Linked DNA regions of Macaca mulatta: region 2 is linked to region 1. A link is a contact called in public Hi-C data. All regions are on one chromosome and are shown on one strand. Each heading gives the region's core, a stretch centred on a gene start, on an enhancer-like site or on the middle of the called end of the contact. The rest is flanking DNA. Distances are from core to core; before and after follow the strand shown.

Evidence for each region. A called contact is a pair of places that touch in the nucleus more often than the background predicts.
Region 2: a Hi-C map of blood shows a contact between it and region 1, with 14 times the contacts expected there. The contact joins the promoter of COTL1 here to the enhancer-like site in region 1. A contact is called at or near these places in 8 of 14 Hi-C or Micro-C datasets (CD4 T cells, blood, cortical neurons and 4 more).

What each region holds. Positions count from the first base shown.
Region 1 is chr20:79,872,004-79,877,424 of T2T-MMU8v2.0, forward strand. All of the region lies in intron 1 of LOC144338279 (a long non-coding RNA gene), which reads left to right. Among named protein-coding and RNA genes, the nearest start is that of MEAK7, 14 kb to the left of the region's middle. Within about 2 kb of position 3,433, at least 17 of the 40 cell types and tissues checked have an H3K27ac peak or open chromatin away from gene starts, as enhancers often do. A contact at or near this core is called in CD4 T cells and blood, where this site is marked.
Region 2 is chr20:79,977,687-79,983,225 of T2T-MMU8v2.0, forward strand. COTL1 (coactosin like F-actin binding protein 1) reads right to left here and starts at 3,010. Exons shown (of 4, transcript NM_001261155.1): 1 at 2,819-3,010; 2 at 2,479-2,561. The coding sequence starts at 2,895.

The DNA.
Region 1 (5,421 bases), core at 2,183-4,682:
TTGGACGGAGGTTATGGGTTTGGGAGACAGACCCTGGAGGTGAAGTGGCCCTTCTCATCACATCCTGTCAAGGGCCAGAATTATCAGTGTGACTCCTGGCCGCCGATGCCGCCGCTGAGCACCTGGCTGAGGTGGTGCCTGTCCGCCTCTGCTGCTGTGAGGCTGCCCTTCCACTCCCTCTCTATTCTGTATTCTTAGATCATTTTTTTCTGCTTTTGGAAACCATTTCCTAACTGCTTGGCCGGAGCACCGCGTTCAGTTAGGGCAGTGGAGGTAGGGGTGAGAATTGGGGGACAGGGTGCTGGTCACATGGTGTGAGAACAAAGTGGAAACCTACAACGGGTGGCGGGGTAGGGGGGAGGTGGGAAAGGCCCAGCGGTTTTCAAAGCTTAGGGCACAAAATAGTAACTTGGGGTTCTTGCCTCTTCCTACCTCTGAATTACCCAGGTAAAACAAGTCAGGATCCTTTCAGAGGTGATAGGAAGTATGATCTGAGAGACCAAAATAGATGCCCCTATATCAGCTAAGATGGACATAAGGTTAAGGAAACAAAGTTACCTATGATTTCGGGGTTCAAGGTTCAGGGCCCAGCTGGCATGGGAAATTAATACTTTTTTTTTTTTTTTTTTTTTTTTTTGAGACAGAGTCTCACTGTCACCCAGGCTGGAGTACAATGGCATGCTCTTGGCCCACTGCAACCTCTGCCTCCCAGGTTCAAGCAATTCTCCTCCTTCAAACTCCGGAGTCTGGGACTACAGGCGCGTGCCACCACACCCAGCTAATTTTTGCATTTGTAGTAGAGACGGGGTTTCACTATGTCAGCCAGGCTGGTCCCAAACTCCTGACCTCGTGATCAGCCCACCTCCGCCTCCCAAAGTGCAGGGTTTACAGGCATGAGCCACCGCACCTAGCCAAATTTATTTATTTGAGACAGCCTCACTTTGTCACCCAGGCTGGAGTACACTGGCGCAATCTTGGCTCAACGCAACTTCTGCCTCCTGGGCTCAAGCGATTCTCCCACCTCAGCCTCCCGAGTATCTGGGATTACAGGCATGCGCCACCATGGCTGGCTAATTTTTATATTTTTTGTACAGACAGGGTTTCATCATGTTGCCCAGGCTAGTCTCGAACTCCTGACCTCAAGTGATCTGCCCGCCTCAGCTTCCCAAAGTGCTGGTATTACAGGCGTGAGCCACTGCACCTGGCCTGGCATGGCAAATTTTAAAATCCCTATGGCTACAAGAAAAAAAACACATTTGCAAAACACCCTAATAACTACAGCTATCAGGCAAATTATCCAACCGCTACAACTCTGACCGGACGAAGGAATGGACTTACATTCTTTTCCGATAATTACAGACCTTAAGGCTATTTCGGCGGCTTACAGAAGCTACCCACAAAGTGTGTGCCCTACCGTTCACCTTTCCACACAGAGAACCAAGTTCCACCTCTCTTTAATGCTAACCTCACTCCATCGTGAACATGTCATGTATGTTACATGTGTTTACCCACTGCCCATGCACTCTGCTCCCTTCATAAATATATATCACTTCCCCCCAGACCTGCTGAATATATGTAACTATTGTGGGCTACAGGCCCTGTGAAGCATAAAACCCAGCCTGTTCCTCCCCTCTTTGAAGAGAGGGTACCTTTGGCACACATTGGAGATCATCTTTTCCGGTTTGCAAACTGATACCCCCGCAAAGCTTTCCTTTCTACCATTTAGCCACCACGGTGGTCTTTCAGACAACAAGAAAAATCCAGGAAAGGGCAGCCAAGGAAAAGCAGCATCTGAAAGGCTGAGGGAGACTGTCACCCTGTCCTCTAAGTTCCACCAGGACACAGAGCCTGAGTGCAGGGACGTCACTTCTATGTCCCCTGCACCTGGGCCTGGTCTGGCCCACAGCGGGGGCTCAAGAAACAGCTGCTTAGCCGAGTGTGGTGGCTCACACCTGGAATCCCAGCACTTTGGGAGGCCAAGATGGGAGGATCACTTGAGCCCAGGATTTCAAGAGCAGCCTGCGCAACACAGGGAGTTCCCTCATCTCTACAAAAAGTCAAAAATTAGCTGGGGCGTGGTGGTGCAAGTCTCCAGTCCCAGCTTCTCGGGAGGCTGGGGCAGGAAGATTGCTTGAGCCTAGGATATAGAGGCTAAAGTGAGTTGTGATTGTGTCACCACACTTTAGCCTGGGTGACAGAGCCAGTGAAAAAAAAAAGAAAAGAAAAGAAAAAGAAATGGCTACTGAATGAACAAATGGTCAGTTGGTTGCTCCTGCCCCCCTCGATTCCCCCAGGTACAACGGATCCTGCCTCTCCCCTACTTTAAAACCCTTCCATGACTGCCCACCACCCTAGGCTGACCTCTCACTCAGCCCCCACCATCTGAGCCTGGTCTCTCCCCACGCGCATGGCCCAGCTCGACTCCTTCACCCTGGCCTTTCCATTTTGCCTGGAACACATGTCCCCACGTTCTTCCCTCCGTCACCCTTCAGGTGTCCCCAAGACCCTCCTGCCCACTCTCTACCCCACCTTGGCTTCCACGGCCCGCAGCCCAGAACCGGGATGAAAATAATCCCAGGGGGTGGAGGGAGGTGATGTTCTTTGATGACAGTACAGGCTTCAAGGACAGTGGGGAAGCTCGATCTGAGGGAGGACGGTGTGGGGGAAGACCCTGTGGGTGAGCACAAGGCTAAGGAGGGGTCATGGTGGTTATGCCCCATCCAAAAGCCCCCCCAACTTAAATTCTGCAGCTGCTGTCTTGCCACTGCACAGGAACTCCTCACAGCTCCACAGTCACTTTATCTTAGGCACCAGGCACCCTGCAGAGTTAGCTACATCCTGGGCTTCTCACACAAGTTGCTTTTGCAACAAGAGTTGCTGTGAGTTCAACCCACAGTTCTCACTGCGCTCAGGCTGTGTTTCTGCTTTTGTGGTACACAGGTCTTTTTCTTCTCCTGAGACCATAAAAGGTGAGAAAATCTCCTAGTTGCTAAAGTCCTCTGTGCACACACTCAGCTGGGGAGCCTTTGTGGCTTAGCGGAGCGAGGCTTGCGAGGCCGCCTGCTTACCTGGGTCCCTGCCTCTGCAGGGATCGCCTTATATGGTGAACATGCCCAGTGACAACGCACAGCCAGGGCTGGTGACGGAAGTCCTCAGTTTCGAAAGAGGCTTTGCACAGATCTTTACAGAAGGTCTGGCCTCCAAGCAGGCAGGCAGGCAGGCAGGCAGGCAGGCAGGCAGGCAGGCAGGCAGCCACCTCTCCAGAAGGCACCAGGCATCGAGGGCAACCAGGGACTCGGTGCCCAGGCCAAATGCAGAGAGGTCGTTCTGCTTCCTGCCCAGCAGTTCAAAGGAGAAGAGATGGCCAGGAATGGACTGTTTCAGGGAGATTAACAGAGGGAGGCAGCAGGGCTTTCTAACATTAGGCAGAACCAGATGAAGCTGCCGTTTGGGATTGTAAATATGATTAATACCAGTAGATGTGGGCCAGGCCCACGCTAAGTGCTGAACACGCAGCATCCCACTTAACCCTGGCAGCCACCACTCTGTGATAGGCACTGCCGTTCTTCCCACTTAACAGATGCACAAACTGAGGCTCAAAGCAGGGCAGTAGCTTATCTACCAGGCAACCAGTCCGTGGGAGAGACAGTGCAGGCCTCCAGCAATCCCAGCTCAAGAACGCTGTGCTGGGGGCATGGAGTGAGGGACATGGCTGTCTGATGCTACTTGAATGTCTCAGGTCCAAACCTAGATGTGCCATAAGCGTGAAAGACACAGCAGTGTTCAAAGACTTGGTTGTTTTTTCTTTTTTAATTTTAAAATCTCAAATTTTAAATTACTATTTTATGGCCAAGAGCAGTGACTCAAGCCTATCATCCCAGCACTTTGAGAGGCTGAGGCAGGCAGATCACCCGAGGTCAGGAGTTCGAGGCCAGCCTGGCCAACATGGCAAAACCCTGTCTCTACTAAAAATACAAAAATTGGCCGAGAGTGGTTGTGGGCACCTGTGGTCCCAGCTACTCTGGAGGCTGAGGCAGGGAGAATCACTTGAGGCTGAGAGGTCAAGGTTGCAGTGAGCTGAGATCGTAGCACTGCACTCCAGCCTGAGCAACAGAGTGAGACTCCATCTCAAACAAAAAAAAAACTATTTAGAAATAATTATAAGTGCAACAGAAAGTTGCAAAGACAGTGCACAGAGGTCCCATATACCCTTCACCAAGTTTCCCTGTGGTTCTATGTCACCTAATCCAAACTGGGAAATAGACGCTGGTACAATGTGTGTATCCGATTCTGTCATTTCCCCACAAGGGTCGTAGAGCCGTGTGACCATCACTACAGAACACAACTCTCCCATCTATATTGAAGATACAGAGATGTTCCATCACCACGTTGATCTCTTCCGTGTTACCCCAAAATAATTGTGAAATAGAAATTCCATGTAGAAATGGTATTTTGGCCATATTAGGTTCAAAGCGTATTCATATTATTTCTCTTTTTAAAACGTGAATTCAAAAAACTTAGAATCGCACAGGGCTTGCATTCTACCTCCATTGTCTGTATTTGGATGTTGGACAGCACTGGCTCCACAGTTCAGACCGCAGCTCAGCGGCTCTGGCTGGCTTGATCAACCTCCCTGAGCTAGGCTCCTTGGGAGTGGGCCAGACCTGTAAGATTCAGTGTTCAGCACACTTGAGTGCCTATAATGTGCTGGGCATCATGTAAGGGCAGGGGACCCAGGAGGCAGCGAGAGAGACCGTGTCCTCCAGAGGGAGAGATGCCCCATAAAGCATCACACATGGGCTGGCAGTGAGAAGGGTCAGTCCACCAGCCCCACCAGGCAGAATGGGGACCCAGAAGGGGTTAAATAAAAACATCTAGGAAGAGGACTTAAGAACGTGCCACAGACTCACCCACGCACGGTAGGGAAAAGAAACACATGCACTGTCAGCAAATAAACAGCAGAAACAAAGAATTTTTTTTTTTTTTTTTGAGATGGAGTCTCACTCTGTCCCCCAGGCTAGATTGCAGTGGCGTGATCTCAGCTCACTGCAGCCTCCACCTCCCAGGTTCAAGTGATTCTCCTGCCTCAGCCTCCCAAGTAGCTGAGATTACCAATGTCCACCACCACACCCAGATAATTTCTGTATTTTTAGTAGAGACAGGGTTTCATCATGTTGGCCAGGCTCATCTCCAACTCCTGACCTCAGATGATCTGCCCACCTCGGCCTCCCAAAGTGCTGGGATTATAGGCATGAGCCACAGCACCTGGCCAGAATATTGCTTAGAAACCTAAATTGTCCCTGTTGCCCCAGAGCAGGTAAACCACACTGGGGGATCCCAGAATCCCAGCCCTCCCCAGGTGCCTCCCAGTACCCAGAGCGCAACAGGAAGAAGCGACTGTGGTTGAAAACTAATAAAAAT
Region 2 (5,539 bases), core at 1,760-4,259, 110 kb after region 1:
GGGAACAACCTCAGTACGTGCCACACCAGGCTGTTCTGAGGCATGACCAAGATAAGGCATGTCGAACGTGACTAGTATCCAGCCGGCGCCAGTGTTGAGTCCATTGTCCCTGGGTTATGAGGACACGACGGCAGGAAGGAACAAGCTTTTCCGAGAGGAACAAGAGCAGACATGGCAACCATAATTCTCCTATGCATTTGTCCAACAGATGGCTGGGGAAAGAATGCAGACTGCAGCTGAAGCTCCCATAGCCCATTCATGAGGATCCACACACAGCAGGGGAGCATTTTTAGCTTCCTCGCCAGACGTGCGCCACTCCCCACTCCCGTCCCTGCGGGGCAGGGGGTGCGTATGAGCAGAAAACCACAAGCCTTCAGGAGGAAGTGTTTTCCCACTACGCCAGAGTGGGCTGAGGCCTGGGAGTATCTGCCAGGAGTCCCCTGATGGGAGGGATTGCTCCTTTCCTCATCACCTTCTACTTGCTGGAGAGAACAGTAGCTTCAGGGGCAGAACATGGTTTGACGGGGGAAGGGAGTGATTGGCGACCAGCGGGAGGAAAGAAGTGAATTTAGCGAGGGAAGCTGGCCTGTAAAGCAGAGCCTCAGAGCTGGCAAAGCAGAAATACTGCTGAATCTTCTGGCTGTTCACTAACCGGAGGGGAGAAAGTTAAGATTTTGCACTTATTCCGCTTGCAAAAACATTCAACCACAGAGGCAGAGGGACGGAGGCCTGGGTTCAAATCCTGCCCTGCCAACTCTTCACATCATTGCAGTGCTTTATGCTGCTATTTTAGGCCAACTGTTTACAAAAGCAATGAATGAATGTCTACAGGCAGCGCGCAAGGAGTAATTTTAGTTGTGTGTGTGTGTGTGCACATTCTTAGTATCGCTCAGCCTCTAGTAGTCCCTCCACAAATATCCTTTGAATTGAACTAAATGTAAAATAGAATTTGATTATGGAAGCAGTTAAGGAAAGAAACACCCACATGATCCCTGGCACAATTTTGTACTTTTTATTTATTTCGCAAATAATCATGTAGCTTGTACAGGCACTGTTCTGAGCATTTTACACATACTGACTCACTTACCCTCACAACGGCACTGTGAGAGTGCAGGTGAGGAAACCAAGACCCCCAGAGATGAAGGAACTCGCTCCAAGCCACACAGCCAGGACACAGCCATTGAGGGATTCAAACCCACACCGTTGGCTGGGCTCGGTGGCTCACGCCTGTAATCCCAGCACTTTGAGAGGCCAAGGCGGGCAGATCACCTAAGGTCAGAAGTTAGAGACCAGCCTGGCCAACATGGTGAAACCCCCATCTCCACTAAAATTACAAAAAATTAGCTGGGCGTGGCGGTGGGCGCCTGTAATCCCAGCTACTCAGGAAGCAGGAGACTCTCTTGAACCCAGGAAAGGGAGGTTGCAGTTAGCTGAGATTGGCCACTGTACTCCAGCCTGGGCAACAGAGCAAGACTCTGTCTCAAAAAGACAAAATAAATAAATAAATAAATAACAAACCCACACCGTCTGGCTCAGGGTCCACGCCCTAACCTCCGGGCTGTGCTGCCTTTGTCCAAAAGTTTGCTTCCAACTAAAGACCAGAGATGGGAGGGAGTCGCATTCTCCAATCTCTTTAAAAGGTCCCATTACCAACATCACAGAGCCTCTGCCACTACTGAGGGGTTTATGGCGATGCCTGCCACGTGGTCTTTCTTTTCATGGTTCATACACAACCAGGAAGTGCCTAAGGCACACAAATCTTAAGTATACAGTCTGATGATTTTTTACGTGGGTACACACCTGCATAACCCCCTCCCAGATCAACAAATGTCTACAGAGACATTTCCAGCTCCCAGCAGTCCGGGTGGTGTGCCCCTCCCAATCAGAGGCTATCTACCCCAAAAGCTAACCTGATTCTGACATTCACACCATAGATTAGTTTCGCCTTGTCTAGGATTTATAAATGGAATCATATGGTGTGTACTCTTTTGCATCTGATTCTACTCGTTAAATTAAATTAAAAATCACATAAAATTAGCACACGGTTAGACAATGATAGTGGGAGAAAGGAGGGCGCGGCTGAGTTTCTTTCCCTTCCAAGCAGCCCCCTAGCCTGTTCGTATTTGGGCTCAGTGACTGATCAAAAGGGACAGTGGGAAGAGCTGGACACTGGAGTTTCGAAACACAGGAGGTGACCTTGGAAAACCAGTGAACCGCAGGGGGCAAAAGAGCTGCCCCGCCTGGAGAAGGCATTGTGGGATGGCGGAGGCAGGTGGGTCAATTCTGTTGCTTCGGTTGTCCAGAGGGGAGAAGGTTTTATGAGGCCTTAAAACGCTCACATCGGGTTCCTCCCACGCCATGCGCTAGGAGCACCCCATGTGGCCACCGGTTCCTCCCAGGTTGGCTCTGGCCGGGGCTCCCCGGGTGCAGACAACCTCCCAACGACCGCGCATCCGCCCGGCAGGCGCGCCTCCCTACCTGTGCACTGCTGGATGAAGTGCTGGTACTCCGCTCCCTGCTCGCCGGGGACGATGGTGGAGCCGTCATATTTAAAAGTCACCCTTTGGGTTGGGAGAAGAAAAAAACACACACACACACATCAGCGCTGGTGGCTGCGCGGCGCGGCGCTTGCAGAGGACAATCTAACAGACGCGCTGGCCACGGAGAAGCCCGCGGGGGCCTGGCACGCCGTCCCGGAATAAGGCGAGGAAGACAGCGCGGGAGGCCCCGAATCCGTCCCGCCTGGAGGCCGGCTCGGTGCACGAGGCCCCGCGCGAGCCCGGGGAGCGGGGCGTGGAGAGGAATGAAAAGTTCCTACCAGATGACGGCTGAGCCGTCGTCGCGCACCAGGTTGTACGCCGCCCGGCAAGCCTCTTTGTCGATCTTGGTGGCCATCGCCGCGGGGCCTCAGCGGGACACTGTCCGGGGCGGCCGAGCGCGCCCCTGGCCGGCGGCGGGAATGGGAGCGCGGCGGGTACGCGCCGAGGGCGCACGGGCTGGTGGCGGTGGCTACAGCGACGCGGCGCCTGCGAGCTCCGAGCACGGCGGCGGCTTCCACTGCGGACGGAGAGCGCGCGGGGACCCCCAGGCCGTGGCCCACCCCGCCCCCCCGCGCCCATTGGCCGCCCAGGCCGCGGCCCGCCTGGTCATTGGCCGCCGGGCTGCGGGGGCGGAGCGTCTTGATTCTCCGGCGGCCAATCCCAGCCCAGAAGGCTTGCGCAACTCGGGGATGGGGGCCGGAGTAGGGGCTTTGCCTCCTCCCTCTCCCTCCTCCCTCCCGCTCTCTTCTCCCCCAACATCCCTCTTCTCTCTCCTCATTCTCACTTCCCCTCCTCCCCTCCCGACCTCTCCCTGGAAATTCCCACTATCCTAACCCCCTTTCCCACCCCACCTTCCTCCTCTCCCTCCTCCTTCCTTTTCATCCTCCCACTCCTTGCTTCCCCCACTTCCCTGACCTCTTCTCCCTACCTTCCCTCCCCCTCTTTCTCCCTTCCCCCTTATTCTTCTTCCTCTCTCCTCCTCCCTCTTCTTGCCTATCCCAGCCCGAAACTTCTTCGTCCTCCCTATTTCTTTCTCCCCAAGCTCTCTTCCTTCCTCCTCCTTGACCCCCTCCCCTGCTTCCCCCTGGCTTCCCCTCCCTCTTCTCCACTTATCCTCCCGGCATCTCCTCCCTCCCTGTCCCCTATTCCCTCCTCCCATTCCCCCTCTCCCCTTTCCTCATTCTCCCCATGCCCCTGCCCCGAGGCTGCAGGGCTGCAGAGCTCCACAGGGGACCTCCACGTGGATGACGTAATGCATCAAACCCAAGGAGACAGGCTGGCCACTACCTACCCCAGCGTTTGGTTCCGTGGATTCTAGGTGGGGAAGAATTGGAAAGAATGAAGCATTTTTAATAGGAAGAAGTAGAAAGTGGACTGCTTCCAAAACGCTGGTGGGCTCTCTGTTTACTCTAGATTCTGGTCATTTGCATTCCTATCTTAACCTCTCGCTTTGGGCTCCTCTGAAAGCAAGAGCTGACTCATTCTGTCTTCCTCATTCCTTCACTGACTCATTCATTCATTCCCTCATCCAGCCATTCCACAAAGACCAGTTACAGCGTCCAGGCAGGTAAAAAGGCAGGATCCTGAAGACTGGGCTCTTAAATTGCATCCACTACTGCCACTTTCCAACTAAAGGGCCATTGGAAAGCCTCAAAACCTCTCTTAAATGACTCCTCAAATGAGAAAAATAGTGTAACTGATATCACTGCTTTGTTTTAAGTTTAATTGAAATGACACATGGAACAAATATACTAGACATTCGATAAAATGTCATCATTTTTGGTTATTAAGTGATAAAAACAAATCCTAAATAGAAACCCAAAAGGTCAGGGACAATGTCCAATTAATATTAGAATTCTCAACAAGCAAAAAAACAAAAACAAGAAATTGAATGAACGAATCAACCAATCAATGGGTAGTTGAATGGGTGGATGGACAGGAACACAGTTTCAGAAGAGTAGAGGCTAGATGCTGTTATAAGACAAAAAGAAATTCTCATTTCATTCCTCACAAAGCGGTTCTTACTTAACTCTTTGATAAGGGTAATGGGACAATTGGCCATTGGAAAGAAGAACAAAGATGGATCCATTGATCAGGGAAAATTCCAAAAGGATCAAAAATGTAAACACAAATAAAGGAAATCAGACCAGTTGCAGTGGATCACACCTGTAATCCCAGCGCTTTGGGAGGCTGAGGTGGGAGGATCTCATAAACTCAGGAGTTCGAGACCAGCCTGGATAACATGGCAAAAGCCCATCACTACTAAAAATACAAAAATTAGCCAGGCATGGTGGTGGACGACTGTAATCCCAGCTACTTGGGAGGCTGAGGCAGGAGAATCGCTTGAACCCAGGGGGGCAGAGGTTGCAGTGATCTGAGATCGCACCATTGCACTCAAGCCTGAGCAATAAAGCGAGACTCTGTCTCAAAAAAAGGAAATCACAAAAGTGCCAGAAGAAAATATGGGGAGCTTCCTTCTAACCACAAACCATGTTACCCAAATCCAAATCCAAAAGCCATTGAAAAGATGAATATATTCAAACATAAAAAGTGATCCAAGAAAAAAAAAAAAACCCATACCATACCACCTGATGCAAAGAGTAAAAATTAAAAGACAGCAGTAAAAAGTATTTGCAACTCAAGTAAAGAATTAGTCTTGCTAAAATATAGATAAGTCAATCTTAAAAAAAAAAAGAAAATGAAAAGAAAAATGGTCACAGAACATGACCAGACAGATTAGATGATCTTAAACATGCGAAAAGATGCCCAACCTCAACTCCTAGTAAGAGAAATGCAAATTCAAGCAAAACAGATACCTTTAAAAATAAATCAATAAACAAGCAGGTTGGCAAAAATAAAAACCTCTGACCAGCCTACTTTGCTGGGGAGGCTGTGAAGACCCAGGCCGTCTTGTACATTGCTGGTGGGAGTGTGAATTGACAAAACCCCCATGGAGCAGCATGGAGGTCAGTGGGCAATGTCTAGCAAATTTACAAGTC